2 separate regions of the Rattus norvegicus genome follow, and region 2 is linked to region 1. The links are chromatin contacts, called in public Hi-C maps. All regions are on one chromosome and are shown on one strand. The core of a region is the stretch at or near the end of the contact, and the rest is flanking DNA. Distances in the headings are between cores, read along the strand shown. Region 1 holds the start of Vezt (vezatin, adherens junctions transmembrane protein). Region 2 holds the start of Ndufa12 (NADH:ubiquinone oxidoreductase subunit A12).

Region 1 (5,795 bases), core at 2,139-4,638:
AATGAAAAGGGAGCAGGATGAACTTCAATAGGATCATTGTGTAATTCCTTAATGACTAATAGGAACGAATGTGTGCCAAGTCACTGGTACAGCAATATACGAAACCCTTCCTTACCATTAGTTCTTCATTTTCAGTTTTCAGAGAAAGGTTTTGCAGTGTAGCCCTGGATATCCCTGAACTACAGTCTTCCTGGCTTGCCCTCTTTAGTTCTGGGATTACATGGGTTACAGTACTATGTCAGCTTCATTACTATTTTTTTCAATTATATATTATCTGTGTGTGGGGAGGTATGTACTCCATAGCATACATGGGTTAGATGACAACATGTAAGACTTGGTTCTCTCCTTTCATCGTGTGGGTCTCAGGTCAGCAGGGCTGACAGGAAGAGGGTAACCACTGAGCCATCTCACCAGCCCTCATTATTTTTTTAATGCTCTCTTTTGAAAGCAGTGTGGCTCAGAACACCACCAATGAGACCTTATATTATGATCCACTCCGATGTTCGAAACTTGAAACCGGTACACAGTGTCTGGAGATGAATCGTGCACCTCTGGATCTTGGCATTACATTAACCACCAGATCCCAATGCTTCCTTAGAGTCATGCTGCAGATCTCTTATTTACACAGCTGGCTGGCTGGCCACAGGGAAAGCTAAGGTAGAAAGGGCCAGCACCGTCTCACTGTTATAAACAGACTTGTCATCTGTTACGCACAGGTGGCCCTGGCTCACGAGTACACTCACTCTCTTGGCTTTTCCTCCAGGCCCCAAACAAAAATGCACAGGCATGAATGAAATAGTGAAATGTATCGATGCACTACGATGGATAGATACTCTTAATCATCTCTCTTCTTCTCATGTACTACTTAGAATACTTCCCAAAATCTCATCTGTGAGCTCACTCTTCAACAACTGTATACAAACAAACAAAACCAAAGCAAGCTTTCCTTCAGGACACACACCACTTAAATGTTGGACAACAACCCCCTAATCTTAAAGTAGGCCAATCTTCCCAACTACACTGGAACAGGCTGAAACTAACACTCTGCTCCAATAGTAACTTTCCCCGAAGCTTTAATAAATTTCATTAACACACACACACACACACACACACACACACACACACACACACACACACACAGGCCTTACAAGGACAATGTATGTATAACATTATCAAAATGGGCTGGAAAGAAAAACGTCAGTCCTCTCCCATATCCCCTAGGTGTAAGAAAAACTTACAGTAAATCTCATTAAATCGGTGAGCAAAAAAGTAGTTAATGGTTCTCAGTAAGCCATTCTTTAAAAAAAAAAAAAAAATCAACTAACTCAGCTAGACACAGGAAGTGTCTCTCTTTTAAATACCACAAAAATGCTGTGGATTTCCTTAATTATAAAGTTGATAAGTATAAAAATAGCTAGCTGCCTTCTAGATTAATTCGAAGAAAACAATCGTAAACATCCAGGCTGAATAATAGAAATTTTAATTATTAATTTTAAGTTTTTATTTTAAATCAATAATATTAATTCAGTAATGTAAAAAAGATGATGAGGGCCCAGAAACTTGAGCTGAAAAAACGATCTGTTGTTTAAGTGGAACGCATCCGAAAACTAAGAGAAAGGTTTGTAACTAACCCAGAGCACAATGATCACGTGAATAAATTACACGTAACTTCAAAGAGAAAAGAGCTACATCAACCTCTGGCTTTCTTATGGCTACTAATTTCTTGCCTGTTTGATGTAATCCGGATTTTGCCTAGTAGCGTGACTCCTCCAAAGCTTTAGAAATACAAATCAGAGAACATTTAGTGTGAGTGCTCTCTTGACAGTTTTCAAGTTGCAGGAATTTTAAACAATTGCCAAAGAAAGCAAAGAAAATTTAACCTGATACTTAAGTGCTAATTCTAGACCTAACTGAAGTGAAACTTTAAGCTCTTTTACCACAAAATCTCTCATCAAAGTTTCTTCAGTTGTGTTAAAGATGCTTTTAAAAATATTCCATACCTTATTAAAATCCTGGTTCTGAAAATGTGCTGTGTTCTTACAAAGAGACTGACCCTTGGACACTTAAATTTGGAAAATAAAAATTGTTCCTGAAGAAGGTCGCAACACAACGACACGAAATGCTTAAATTCACACAAAGGTAAGGAGAGGCTTTTGTCATTTGGGTGAGTGGAAAGGAGACCGACTGAAAATAGGGCTTTGTTTACACTGTCCAGGTACAAATGGGTGAGGGGTTGGGGGGCGGGGGAGAAGAAAAGAAGGAAGGAAGGAAGGAAGGAAGAAAGGAAGAAAGGAAGAAAGGAAGGGAAGGGAAGGGAAGGAAAGGGTGAAGATGAGCAAAAACTAGGGAGGAGTAGGTGCAGGAGAGGGAGGTTGCTCGGTTTTGTTTTGTTTGGTCATCTAATAGTTCACACTCAGGTAATAGGGCTCAAAACACCAAGGCGTGAACAGCTCCGTTTAAACCTCCTTACTAGCGCGAAGAGTTTCAGTCAATAAATACTAGGTTTGAAAGCAACGCGGGCTAGTGGTGGAGTTACTTTCAACTCGCTGGAAAACTGTCCTAGCTTAGAATAACTGACTCCTCCGCACCGGACTCCACGCTTCCCACACCGCGCACAGGCGACAGCGCCTAAGTCACGGAACCCGAGCAAGCTCCGTGACGCCGTTCCATCACCTGGGCTCAAGAGTTGGGGGGGCATCCCGGGGACCCCACAGCAGGCGCGGACGACCGGCGCCAGTCCCGCACCGGCCACCCATGGGGAAAGCAGCGGGAGCCCGAGCCCGCCGGCGCCCGCCGCGACTCCCCAGTCCTGCGCGAGCGCGGCCACTTACCCACGGCAGAAGTCATGACTGCCCCGCGCAGCACACGCCCTCAATCCATGGCTCCAGTTCAGTCCACGCTCCCCAGAGTTTGAGCAGGAGACAAAAGTCCCCGCAGTGCCCACATTCCGTCCCGCACCCCAGCCGAACCGCCTGAGCGCCTCACAAAGGACGGACGCCGGCTCCCGCGACCCTCTGGCGGAGCCGGGCGCTAGCGGCCAGCGACAGGGGGACGTGCACGAGCGCCGCTCCGCCGCGCTCCGGGACGACCGCCAGGCGCGCGCACGAGAGGAGCTAGCCGCGACTTCGCGGACGCGCACCCCTCCTCATCTAGTAAGAAAATCCGCGCTCCGGGCGCCCCCTGGTAGTCGCGGGATGTAAAAGGCAGACAAAAGCCATAGCACTCTCCAATAGGAGCTCTGAAACACCCGCCCGCTCCCGCCCCTCCAGCTTACACGCTCACCCTCTACTCCAATAAGCAGGTCGGAAAGGGGCGTGAGTCGCGACGCATGCCGGGAGTTGTAGTTTTCGGTGCCCCTGAGGTGGGCAGGAGCCGAAGCCTGGGTGCCGCCTGCCCTCCTGCCTTCATTTCCCATCGTGCTGAGGCGGGTGGTATGGCGGAGAAGGATGACACCGGAGTTTGACGAAGAGGTGGTTTTTGAGGTGAGGAGAAAATGGCGGGGAGTGTGGACTGTCTTTGTTTCAGAAGGAGTAAAGGAAGAGCGTGGAGGCAAAGAGATTCAGAGCGGAGGGAAGGGGTGACTGGCGCCTGCGGGCCTGGGTCACCAATCCTCCGCTGTTTCGGGGCCTACACGATGCAGCCTCCTGACAGGTATAGCCCAGGGTATCCTGGCGTAGCTGGCCTCTGCCTCTAGCTCGCCCAGAATTCCCAGATCCGGCGCAATTGACCGGCCTTGGGCAGGAGCCCTGATCAATCCTTACTTACCTTATAGCTGCACCGCCCTGGACTGCGCCTCGTTGGGGCGGGGCCGAAACGTGCTGGATACTCGCTATACTTCTTAACCTCCTCCCTTTTTATCTTTGATGTTTGCGGGTCTGTTATCCAGAAGCGCCTCTGATCATCATCATCATAATCATCATCAAGGCGTGGCCTTTGGAATGCAGGCAGGCAGCAGGTGCCTTTCTATGTGGGGTTTAAGGTCTGTAAGTGAAACCTGTGGTCAATGGTGAGAGCTCTGGAGTCTCAGCCCCTAGGTTCCATTCTTTTGTCCTTGCTATTGCGCTAAGTGTAGCCAGTTCTGAATGGAAGCTCTGGTCTGGATGTGAAGGCTTTTGTGTTGGACTATTTTAAGATGTCTCTGCCATCTTGAATTTAAAGAATAAAGTCAAGTGGTTTTTAATGCCATTTTCCCCATCAGACAGGTCAATACCCACACCCTGGAATGTTATGTGTATGCATTGAATGTGCATGCCTTACTTTCCCTCAGCCAACTAGATTTCAGGAAATTCACACAAGAGAAAGACAAGAAATCCCCCCCGTGGTGTACAATAGGAGAGTGAGGTACAGTACAGAATGTGAAGTGTTGAGATATCTAAAAGCTGCCCGTGGAAGCTTAATTTGGAACCCGTTGTCCCTTCTTAGCACTTTAAAAAGCTACACCCAGCAAATGATACCCTAGGCAAACCCTTCAGCTCTGAATGAAATTAGAAAGATAGATCGGAGAGACTATATTCCAGGAAAAGGATTTTATGTATGGCAAAGATCGGGGCGGGGTGACCATATTGAACGTGCAGTTTGAGGGGCTGGAGTATGGAGAGTTGCCATGCAAAATGACTTAATGTAGCTATGATATCGAGGTGGGAAATATGGCTGCTTTGCTCTAATGAAGGGTCTAGTTGTGAGGAGTCGAATGGAGGGGACAAAGGCATACACTTTGGGAATCGGGAAAATTAATGAATACTGACTTAGACTGTCATTTCTAATATGAAATTGAGGGAATGGCTACAGATCGAATGTGGTGGATAAAGAGGAGAGAAAAGTAGGTGGCTGATTTTTTTTTTTCTTTTTAGCCCTGCTTTCTTTGGTTTCTTTTTGGTTTGCGGCGTTTTATCGGTCTGGGGATGTAGTTCAGTTGATAGAGTCCTTGGCTTGAATGCACGAGTCTCTTGGCTCAATAGACAGCACCACATAAACCATGGATAGGGTGGTGTGCACATGCCTGCAGTTCCAGCACCCAAAAGGTGGTTGGTTGTAGGAGCATCGTAAGAACTTCAAAGTTATCAGCTACTCAGGGAGACTAGGGTGAGACATGAGAGACCCTGTCTCAAAACGAAACATTTTATTACAATAGATAAAGCCAAAAAAAAAAAAAATCTTGGAAGTTTCTTCTGTTCAAATGTGTGACTATGTTTGCATGGGTGTTTGTTTTTGTTTGTTTAGCATGAAAGATATACCACAGAGTTTTGTATCTATTTTTACATAAATTTAAATGTCATTAATCTTGTCCCCACTCTGCCACCCCCCTTTCCTTTTGGAGATAGAAAGGATCTTAGTGTGTAATCCAAGCTGGTCTTGAACTCCAAACTCTCTCATTTTAACCTCCTGAGTACCTTGGATTACAGGTGCACCTCGTCGTGTCCCACCATAATAACATTATATTGCTTAGATTTACATTTATAGATTCATTAACCATTCAAAATGTATTTACTTATTTACAATCTTGGTGCTAGGGATTGAAGCCAGGGCTTTCCCATGCTTAGTAAGTATTCTCCACCCTTAGCCTAGCTTCTTAAAAGTTGCTTTGCATGAATCCTCCTTCTGTTTTCTTTTCTATTCGTTAGCGCATTGCTTTTATGTTTTATTACTTTATGTGCATGGATATTTTGCCTGCATGGATGTCTGTGCACACATATGCTTGGTGCTCTTGGAGACTTAGAAGGACATCTGAGATCCCCTATGAGTTACAAGCAGTTGTGAGCCAACACGTGGGTGCTGGCAATTGATCGTGTCCTCTG
Region 2 (5,834 bases), core at 1,756-4,255, 170 kb before region 1:
CTGGGTGGCCCGTCTACCGTTTTCAGGGTGGAGAGAAAAGTAGTCCGAAGAGTGCTTACCTTGACGTGTGCGATTCTTTTTTTTTTTTTTCCAGAGCTGGGGACCGAACCCAGGGCCTTGCGCTTGCTAGGCAAGCGCTCTACCGCTGAGCTAAATCCCCAACGAGTGCTTACCTTGAAAGCACAAGGACCCGAGTTAAATCCCCTGAGCTCACATTAAATGAGAATAACTAGATGAACACCAGGCATGGCAGTAAGAACACCTAACACCAACCCAGTCAGAGGCAGGTGGGCCCCCAGGGCAAACTGGCTGAGTCAGCTCAGTCTAACTGGTGAGTTCCAGGCCAGTGGAAGAGAAAAACGTGACGGTGAATGGGGCCTGAGGAACAATACCCAAGGTTGTCCTCTGGCCTACACATCCTCACAGTCCACATACTACACACACACTACACATCATACATACACCCAACATAGCACACACACACACACATATTACACACACCCCGCATACTACACATATACACTCAACATTGTATACACACATGTACACACATACTACACATATCACATATTACACATACATACCTAATATTGTATACACATACACACTATACATACTGCATACACACGTCACATAGTAAGCACAAACATGCACCCAAAATAGTATACACATATATACACCAACTATTACATACCCCCAATGTAGTATGTATACATACACACACACATACACACACACACCCCAAATACTACATATACACATACCCCCAACATAGTATGTACACACACACACACACACACACACACACACACACACACACACACACACACGGCACTCAAAGTTTCCATTAGGCCCATTGGCAGGACAGCTGAATTCAAGATCAGACTGAGCGGCACAGAAAACACACATCACAAAAAAAACAGAACAGACAACTAAACATGATCTGTAATCCAACCAGGCAGGGGACAGTCAGGGTTGATGGAATGGACCATGGGAAAGGTTTCATAGACTAGGCCTTGACAACAGATTTACACTATGACAGAGCTGGTCCTCAGCAATCTCTCTCTCTTCACTTAATATTCTTAGCCCAGCCTTCACTTCTTTTTTTTTTTTTTTGGTTCTTTTTTTCGGAGCTGGGGACCGAACCCAGGGCCTTGCGCTTCCTAGGTAAGCGCTCTACCACTGAGCTAAATCCCCAGCCCCCAGCCTTCACTTCTTACTTTATACACCAAATTTTAATATTTACAACACTCATATCATTTTAATAACTAGAAAAAAATAAAGATATTTATATTTTAGCATGAGAACAGAAGAAAAAAGAGGGAGAAGGAGTTACTTTAATTCCTAACAACAAAACAATGAGAAAGAATATCTTCTTGGGGTTCTGTTGCCATTTCAGTTGTAAGATCAAGCCTCTTTGGTGAAGACATTTCCTTGAGCCTTGGCTGCTTCATCAATAAAAAAAATCTGGTTTTTGGTTTTTGCTTGGTAGGGTTTCTCTGTAGCCCAGGCTGTCCTGGCTAGCCTCAAACCTTGGCAAGTCTCTTGCCCCTGCCCTGTGGGACTACAGGCACCACAATGGCCAGCTCAGACTTTTTAAAACTGACCAAAGCCTGAGGTTTTACATTTGTGTTTAAAATATTATGGCTATAGAACAAAATGCAAACTTCTGGGGCACCAGCTTGCAGCCATGTAAATATGGCTTACATACCTCTACAGAATAGTTTGAGCTGATAGATAGATGGCTTGACTTCCTTCTCCTGAAAGATGAGGTATGTCATCGTTGACGGGTGTATTTCAGGTCACTATGTATGGTGGTAGGTGCCCAAACTGTCTGAGCCCTCTCTTCTGCCCATCTTTTAAATCCTATTGAGTTTTCCTTTCCAGGTAACTTTGTATCAGCTCATGCCGGCCGTCACAGATAAGACTCAGAATCCCAACCCCAATCCAATTTATATATATAAATACTGCACTCACCAAAAAACTGCTTGTTGTCTTCGTAGTATTTGTTTCCGTATTTGTCTTCCCCCACCAAGGTACCGAGCCTTATATCATTTGCCCTTTAAGTACACAGGGGGAAAAGAAAGGCATCTCAGAATGATTCACTGTTCAAGGCAAAACCAGAAATAAAGTGAGAGTACCACCGACTGCGGCGTCAACCACAAGAACGAGGAGAAACTGGGGATGCTCACTGCTTGTACACATCAAGCCTTCAGCAGAAGGCTCTAGCCACTCAACGCTCATGAATCACCTTTCACAACTCAACTTTCCGGCAAAGAGCTCCGGAGAGTCCTGTGTTGGCCCAGCAGCATGTATCCAGGTTGGGAAAAATGAACAATGCAACAGATGTGCTTGGATTACATCTAAAACACTACTTTCAAAGCACGGTCCACGTATCTACTATTAGCCCCGCACCCAGAGACACTAAGTTAGCAAAACCTTCAGGGAGTCAAAGTACTTCATCTTCGTATTAGGAGTGTCCCGTGGATTATTCAGTGTGTACTACGAGTCTCCAAATGGCTCCCTGGATTTGCTGCTGCTTATGGGGATAATCAGGCTGGCATGATCGCCTCCTTCAACTTCTTACTGTACACAGTGCAGAGGAAAATTTGCCCAAGGTCACCATGGGGGTAGAAAGGTTGCTATGCTAAGCTTCATCACACCCAAGGACTCGGTCCTGAGCAGCCCAGCTACCTAACCCCTGCGTCACAGCTCTGTCACTCGGGGCTGAGCTAGATCCAGAGACTTCTGTCCAAGGAACTCAACACTGGGACTGAACTTGTTGTCCTTGACAGGCACCGTGGACCTCCAAAGAGACCCGATTTGGGCCCCTTTCCAGGAAAACCGCCAGCAGAGGTCCGTCCCCAGAGACCTTGGGTCTAGCTCTGGCCTCCTACCTGAAGAAAACCCGTAGGAGGCCCCGCAGGCCGCCGTGGCCGGTGACCTGCTGCAGCCCGCGCTTCAGGACCCGCAGTTGCTCCATTCTGAACTGCGTGGCCCGCCCTTTCCGTGCTCCGGTAAAAGCTGCCCGGCGGAAGCTGCCACTAGACAGCAAGGAACCAACGTTTGGAGGTTCCTAATCAGGAGCGGGCGGCGGAGGTCGCTCTGCGCACGCGCAGAGCTGGAGCTCGCGCAGGGAGGCTTCTCTCCGTATTATAGCGGACAAAAGTTGGTGTTTCCTAAAAGTGAAATGAATGTTAATGTTTTCAGAAGCCGTATCCAGAAAGCGACCTTGCGAGGGGAAGTACAGCAAACGAAGCTTCCCCAGATGCGAGTTTCTCCCGTAGAAGTACGTTTCTTCCTCCAGACAATGGTGCTCATTCCAAAAAATTACTTATAGCGCTAGAAGCTAAGAAATGCATTACTGACCCCATAGCAGTATTGTACATTTGACACAGAGTCCGTACAATTTTTAATTCATTAAGCGTCGGTGTGTTAGTAGATGAATAATGAGGAATTGCAAAGAATAAGATTAAGATACCTCAAGGATTTGCTATTTTACAGTTGCAAGGTTAATATTCAAAGTGTAAGCATATACGCTATGTAGACTCCATCACAGAATTACTGCTTTACAAAATAATAAAATAAATAAACAATACTGGCAAACCCCTAACCATAAAAACCAAAAGAAAGAGAAGACTAGAATTAATAAAACTAAAGGTTAAAAATAGGAACATGTCAGGTAGACCAGGCTGGCCAGACTGGGAACCTCGAGGATACACCTGCCTCCCCTTCCCCAGCACTGAGTCTACAAAGGTGCCACCATATCTGCATTCTCTATATGGGGTCTGAGATGTAACTCGGTTTCTCGCTCTTGCAAGGCAGGCTGGGATCAAACCCAGGTCCTTGGCAGGAGCAGCCAATATTCTTAAAATATTTTTTATATTTATGTGAGTTCCTGAATGTATGTCTGTGTGGTAAAAGTATGCAGTGTCGTAGGGGGCCGGAGGAGAACTCAGAACCCTGGAGTGGAGATACAGGCTGCTATGAACATTCAAGTTGGCACTCAAAACCAGAGCCAGTCTTCTGTGACAGCAGCCGGCATTAATTGTTGAGCCATCTCCCCAGCTCCCCCACCTTAGTTTTGGAGGCAAGGTCTTTCACTGAATCTGAACCTGACATTTGTCTAGACTGTCTGGCAGTGAGCCCTCAGGATCCACTTGTCTGCAACTCCATCCCCTGCCTTCTGCCCCAAACACAGACGGACACCACCATGTGTGGCTTGTCTGGGTTCTGGAAATCCAGGAAGCACTTTACCCACTCCATCTCCCCAGCCTTAGGATCATTTTCTTAAAGCTGAATAATAAATAAACTACATCGAGTATGTGTATGTATTAAGTGTCCTATCTTCACCCTTTTGTTATGGTAATTCAGGCTTTTTCATCTCTTTGCTATTGTGAACAAAGTGCCAGAGAACATGTGTGTGCGAATATTGAGGTCCAGTCTTTAAGCATTTGGACATAGATCCAGAGGTGGGACTTCTGGATCATATGGAAATTCTATGGAAATTCTAAGTTCTAAAGAATAATTATATTGCTCTTCACTATGGTTGCACCATGGTAATTGTCCCACAAACAGTGCACAGGGGTCCCATACCCACCCTCCACACACATACACACACACACACACACACACCCCACACGTGCACACACACACACGTGCATGCACAGACACGTATGCATGCACACTGTTAAAAAGATGATCATGTACTGTAATTTGAACATTGTTGATGGTGTACCAATGGAATTTTGAGTTGTTTGTATTTTGTTCCCAAGTTGTGTGTTCTTTACGTATTCCTCACAACAGGTTATCTTTTTTGAGGACTAGAATGCAGGGGAGTCATAGGAAACTTCTGATAGCAGGAAAGAAGGCAAACTGGCCTCAGGTTCTTACCCTTAGAACTTGGCCAGTAGGCCGTGAGACGCAGAACAGAGGGACTCCAGACATGCCCTGGCTTCTGTCCCACCGCAAGTTCCAGCTTATAGCCACTAACACTTAGTGACTACAAAGATTTAAATCCATGATTTCTGTAAGAACCCTGTTCTGACTGAATGGAGACCGGTTGTCCCTGACAACCTCTGTCCGAATTATACATTCGTGTGAAAATGCACAATTCTAACTGGTAGGTTTGGAGTGGCTAACTACAAAACCATTGGTGCATGACATACTGTCAATAGTTCTGAAGCCCCTTCTATAGCTTCCCCTGTTTGCACCTTCCTCCTACCTTCCCAACTATTACCTAGACTTGACTCTCTTGCTTCTTGATCACTAGCTTCTGTATGTAACAATACACTGGTTAAATTATATTCTGCATGCTGTACGTACTTATTCCCATGATTGTAGGCTATCTTTGTTTATATAATCATAAAGTCCATGTGTGTGCACGTATGTATGTGTATGTGCACATATGCATGCAAGGGGGGCATGTATGTGGCATAGTGCATGTGTGGAGCTCAAAGGAAAGAGACTGAACTCAGGTAGCTGGGCTTTCACAGGAAGTGCTCTGCCCCTCTAAGCCATCTTGCCATTACTTTTGTTCTTAAGAATCTCACACGATTTCCTTCCTTCTACTACGGGAGAGTGAAGCTAGGGCTTTGTAAATACTAAGCTAAGCACAAGCTCTCCCACTGGGATGCCCTACAATGTAGAAGGCGTCCAAACACCAAATAAATAGGTCATTGAAATAAAATCCATTGACAGGATACAGAAATTTGTAAGGCAAGTCACATTTTAATGCAGTTTCCAAAAGACTTCCCAATGTAACTACAAATTTCATCAGGAAAAATATCTCAAAGAAATAACCGCGAGGACAGTTTTTTATGTGTGTGAATCCT

Evidence for each region. A called contact is a pair of places that touch in the nucleus more often than the background predicts.
Region 2: a contact with region 1 is called in a Hi-C map of the A7r5 cell line, with 2.5 times the contacts expected there. The contact joins the promoter of Ndufa12 here to the promoter of Vezt in region 1. A contact is called at or near these places in 2 of 12 Hi-C or Micro-C datasets (the A7r5 cell line and liver).

Annotation. Positions count from the first base shown.
Region 1 is chr7:30,481,959-30,487,753 of GRCr8, reverse strand. It overlaps Vezt (vezatin, adherens junctions transmembrane protein), which reads left to right and starts at 3,388. Exons shown (of 12, transcript NM_001006984.1): 1 at 3,388-3,482. The coding sequence starts at 3,447. Fgd6 (FYVE, RhoGEF and PH domain containing 6) reads right to left here and starts at 3,154. Exons shown (of 21, transcript NM_001137645.1): 1 at 2,832-3,154. The coding sequence starts at 2,847.
Region 2 is chr7:30,655,487-30,661,320 of GRCr8, reverse strand. Ndufa12 (NADH:ubiquinone oxidoreductase subunit A12) reads right to left here and starts at 3,005. Exons shown (of 4, transcript NM_001106781.2): 1 at 2,898-3,005; 2 at 1,978-2,060. The coding sequence starts at 2,983. It also overlaps a transcript of Nr2c1 not described here.